Linked DNA regions of Pan troglodytes: region 2 is linked to region 1. Evidence: chromatin contacts called from public Hi-C data. All regions are on one chromosome and are shown on one strand. The core of a region is the stretch at or near the end of the contact, and the rest is flanking DNA. Distances in the headings are between cores, read along the strand shown.

Region 1 (2,546 bases), core at 26-2,525:
TGTTAGAGCAGAAAGAAAAACTGGACCAAACCCAGCTGACACCCACCCACAGACAAAGCATTTAAATTAACTCTAGCCAGAAGGAATTGCCATCCCAGCAGTCCGAACTTGAGTGCCTGCAAACCTCGCCACAGACGGCTGCAACACTGTGTCTCCAAGCAAATTTGAAAGGCTGTCTAGGCCATAAAGACTGAAACTCTTGGGTTAGTCCTAGTGCTGAACTAGGCCCAGAGGAAGTGGACTGAGGGGGTATATGACATACGGAGACACCAGCTAGGGCAGCCAAGGGAGTGCCGGTATTACCCCTCCCCTAATCCCAGGCTGTACAGCTCAAGGCTCCAAAAGAGACCTCTTCTTTCCACTTGAGGAGAGGAGAGGGAAGAGTAGGGAGGACTTTGTCTTGCATCTAAGATACCAGCTCAGCCACAGCAGGACAGGGCACCAGTCAGAGTCTGAGGCCCCCATTCCAGGCCCTAGCTCCCAGATGACATTTCTAAACAAACTCTGGGCCAGAAGAGAACCCATTGCCTTGAAGGAAAGGACCCAATCCTGGCAGCATTCATCACCTGCTAACTGAAGAGTCCTTGGTCCCTGAACAACCAGCAACAATACCCAGGTACTACATTGAGGGCCTTGGGTGAGCCTCTGAGACTTGCTGGCTTCAGCACTATACCAACTGTGGTGGCTGTGGGGCAAAACTTCATCTGCTTGAGAAAAGCAGAGGGAAAAGTAAATGGGATTTTGTCTTGCACCTTAGGTAACAGCACAGCCACAGTGGGGTAGAACACAAGTGGGCTCCTGGGGTCCCCAATTCCAGGACATGGCTCTTGGATGACATTCCTTGACCTCCCATGGGCCAGAGGGGAGTCTACTGCCCTAAAGGGTGAGTAATGAGCCAGACAGCATTCATGACAAGCTGACTTAAGAGACCTTGGGCCTTAAAGGAACATCAGCAGTAGTCTGGCATTACTCCTCATGGCTTGGGGTGGCAGTAGCTACAGGGTGAGGCTCCTTTGCCTATGGAAAGAGGAGGGAAGAGTGGGAAGGAATGCATCTTGTAGTTTTCGTGCCACCTCAGCCGCAATACAATAGAATACCAGATAAACTTCTAAGGAATTTAGCTCTTGTCCCTGACTCCCAGAAGGCAGTTCTGGACCCACCCAGGGACTGGGGGTCATTGCCACCATGAAAGGAAGGACACAGGCCTGGTTGACTTTGCCACCTGCTGACTGTAGAGCCCCAGGGCCGTAAGTGAATATAGGCAGTTGTCATGGAGTGGCTACAGCAGGCCTTGGGTGAGACCTAGTCCTGTGCTGGCTTCAGGTCTGACCCAGTGTAGTCATAGTATTGGTGGCCACAGGGGTGCTTGTGTCACTTCACCTCCACCTTTAGCTAGCTCAGAACAGAAAGAGAGACCCTGTATGTTTGGGAGAAAGCAAGGAAAGAGAACAAGAGTCTCTGCCTGGTAACGCAGATCTCTCAGATCTTGTCCAAGACTAACAAGACAGTACCTCAAGTCTGCAAAAACCACAGTGTTACTGGGCTTGGGGCGCCCCCTAAAGCACAGCTTAGACTACAACACACAAGTCATTTCAAATATCTGGACAGCCTTCACAAGAAAGACAGCTATAAATAAGCCCAGACAGTAAAGACTACAATAAATACCAAACTCTTCAATACCCAAACACAAAAGAACATCTACTAGCATCAACACCATTTAGGAAAACATGGCCTCATGAAATGCACTAAATAAGTCACCAGGGAACAATCCTGGAGAAACAGGGATATGTGAACTTTCAGACAGAAAATTCAAATAGCCGTCATAAGGAAACTCAATGAAATTCAAGGTAACACAGAGAAAGAATTCAGATTCATATTAGATACGTTTAACAAAGAAATGGAAATAATTAAAAAGAATCAAGTAGAAATTCTAGAGCTGAAAAATGCAATTGGCATAGTAAAGAATGCATCAGAATCCTTTAATAGCAGAATTAATCACGCAGAAGAAAGAATTAGTAAGCTTGAATACAGGCTATTTTAAAATACACAGTCAGAGGAGACAAAAAAAGAATAAAACACAATGAAGCATGCCTACAGGATCTAGAAAATAGACTCAAGAGGGCAAATCTAAGATTTATTGGCCTTAAAGAGGAGGTAGAGAACAAGATAGGGATAGAAAGTTTATTCAAAGGGATAATAACAGAGAACTTCTCAAACCAAGAGGAAGAGATCAATATCCAAGTACAAGAAAGTTATAGAACAGCAAGCAAATTTAATGCAAGGGAGACTACTTCAAGACACTTAATAATACAATTCCCAAAGTTCAAGAATAAAGAAAGGAACCTAAAAGCAGAAAGAGAAAATAAATAAATAACATACAATGGAGCTCCAGTACATCTGGCAGCAGACTTTTCAGTGGAAAACTTACAGGCCAGGAGAGAGAGGCATGACATATTTAAAGTGCTGCAGGAAAATAACTTTTACCCTAGAATAGTGTATCAGGTGAAAATATCCTTCAAACTGGAAGGAGAATTAAAGACTTCCCC
Region 2 (2,546 bases), core at 25-2,524, 400 kb before region 1:
TTTTTTTTGTACTTTTTTTTTTTTTTTTTTTGAGAGAATTTCACTCTTGTTGCCCAGGCTGGAGTGCAATGGCACGATCTCAGCTCACTGCAACCTCCACCTCCTGGGTTGAAATGATTCTCCTGTCTCAGCCTCCTAATCTCAGTAGCTGGGATTGTAATCCTGCCAGCACACCCGGCTAATTTCTGTATTTTTAGAAAAGACCAGGTTTCATCATATTGGTCAGGTGGGTCTCGAACTCCTGACCTCAGCTGATTCATCCTCCTCAGCCTCCCAAAGTGCTGGGATTACTGGCGTGAGCCACTGCATCCGGCCTGTACTGTTTTTAAAGTTCTTCTGTATCTCACTGGGCTTCTTTAAAATCAATAATTTGAATTCTTTTTCCAGGAGTTTGTGGATTTCTTTTTGATTGGGATGTGTTTCTGAAAAATTATTTTGTTCCTTTGGATGTGTCATATTTCTTTGCTTTTTCATGTTTCCTGTGTCCTTATGTTGATATCTATGCATCTGGCATATAAGTCGCTTCTTCCAGTTTTCTGAATTTGCTTTTGTAGGGAAGGACTTTTTCCTAAGGATGAATCTATGGTGTTAGTTGGCTAAGGCACTTTGGCTTTGATTCTTGGTGTATGCAGGAGAGTTGTCTCTGCGTGATTTGTTTGTCTGTAAACAGCGTCAGTGGTATTTTATATTTACTTGGTGGCTTAGAGTGCAGTTATTAGTAGATGCTGTGTGCAGTTTTCCTGGCAACTGGGATGCCAGATAGGTCAGGCTTTGGGCCTCAGTGATGGGTAGAATGTGCCTGTCTTAAAAGAGAAGCTGGCATGGCATGGGCAATGGCAATGGCAGTGGCAGTGGCAGTTGTAGGACAACTCTCTGGTTCCTGATCACTGTGTGCTGGTGCTGGCAGTGGCTGAATGGCTGAACAAGTCAGCCTCCAGGCCCACAGGTGGCAGTGCAACTAGGTGATAGTGGCCCAGTGGTTAGGCCCAACCTCAGGTCCCTGGGAGGAGTGTTCAGGTACCATTGGTGGTGGACTAGGCTGGGCAATCCCCCGGTCCCTGAACTCTGTGCTGCTCTGTCATGGCAGAGGAAGGAAGGATGAAGCTGGGGCAGGCTGTCTTGCCCTCAGACCCCTTGATAATGTGTATAGGAACTGGCCATGGTATGCAGGGGTAGGGTAATTCCTAGGCAATCAGTGGAATGTTCAGGTAGGGGGTGGCAGTGGCCATGCTGCTGCTCTGCCACTGGGGGGCAGTGCTATCTTCAGTGATGACAACCTAGACTGGCAGGTGGGGAGTGTGCATACCACTCATGCCTCAGCCCTGGGTGTGGTAGCCTGCCTAAGCCAGCTCTTTTCTTGCACCTCAGCCTCAGCGCTGCTGGGCTTCAGGATAGCGTGCAGCCTGTTGGGGATGGAATTCTAAAATGGCACCTTGCCATTGCTGCTTAGGTCTCAAAGAATGTGAGGGACCCAGCAGAAGCTTTCCTCCCTGGCACAGTGCTTGTGGTACAATTCCTTGTCAGCTCCCTACATTAGTTTCAGGGCCTGTGAGGGTTGAGGGGTTCTTCCATGGCTAGGACTGGAGTCCAAGTTGAGAATGTGGACTGCTGAGGGTCTCTCACTCTTTCCCCCATATTGAGGAGTCTCTCTCAGCTCCCAGCTAAGCCAGCCAAGTAGGCTGCCTTGCTTCTTTCTCCTTCCTTGCTTTAGGTATTGCCTGTCACTTATATGTTGAATTCCAGTGTTTTCTCTTGGATGATCTATTTAAAGTGTGATTATCTACTTGCTATTTTTGTTCTTCTTAGTGGAGGAAGCAAGTATAAAATGCCCCTAGTTAGCCAACTTGGAGCCTCTTATTGTGTACTTTTTTACATAAAGACTCAACTTTGAAAAAAATAGTTAAAACTGCCAATTCTTTCCAAAGTATACTATTTTTGTGTGCTTTTCTTTTTTTCAACTTTAGGGAAAATGTTTTTTAAATTTGCACTTAGTATACCTGAAATTCCATTTAATTTATAATAATTTTCACTTTATATATGTGGTTGTAATTGGAATTGGTACAGGGAGGTTTAAAATTTTTACATTTTCTTTACCAAATATACCTTGTATTGATGTAAAGTGACCCTCTAAGACAAGGACATTCTTTACATGTTGCACTGAATTCTACTTTGCCTGATATTAGTTAAACAATATGGTTTCCTTGATCAGCGCTTATTAAACATATTTTAATCTGTACTTTAATGTTTAGTGGTACAGCTTTGTGTCCGTTTTTGATGTATGCCATTGTCAGCAGATAGTGGGATTTTGGTTTTGATCAAATATAAATCTTGGCTTTTAATATGGTATTTTAATCAATTAATTTTTTTACAAAATAAATATTTGCTTTTTAACTATCATATTATCCATATGATCTATTTTATGCATCCTCATTTTTTCACTTTTTTCTGACTTTTGCTATCAAAACTATATTTCCATATTTCATATTTTCCAAGCTTTGTAAAGATAGCTTCTGATTTTTAATTCCATTAATAGTTATAATTAACAA

The links. A called contact is a pair of places that touch in the nucleus more often than the background predicts.
Region 2: a Hi-C map of induced pluripotent stem cells shows a contact between it and region 1, with 2.9 times the contacts expected there. The contact joins two enhancer-like sites. A contact is called at or near these places in 3 of 7 Hi-C or Micro-C datasets (induced pluripotent stem cells and stem cell-derived neural progenitor cells).

The regions. Positions count from the first base shown.
Region 1 is chr2:21,881,825-21,884,370 of NHGRI_mPanTro3-v2.0_pri, reverse strand. No RefSeq gene overlaps it. Among named protein-coding and RNA genes, the nearest start is that of TBC1D5, 150 kb to the right of the region's middle. Within about 2 kb of position 1,275, at least 1 of the 24 cell types and tissues checked has an H3K27ac peak or open chromatin away from gene starts, as enhancers often do. A contact at or near this core is called in induced pluripotent stem cells, where this site is marked.
Region 2 is chr2:22,286,514-22,289,059 of NHGRI_mPanTro3-v2.0_pri, reverse strand. All of the region lies in intron 1 of LOC134809541 (a long non-coding RNA gene), which reads right to left. Among named protein-coding and RNA genes, the nearest start is that of SATB1, 150 kb to the left of the region's middle. Within about 2 kb of position 1,274, at least 2 of the 24 cell types and tissues checked have an H3K27ac peak or open chromatin away from gene starts, as enhancers often do. A contact at or near this core is called in induced pluripotent stem cells, where this site is marked.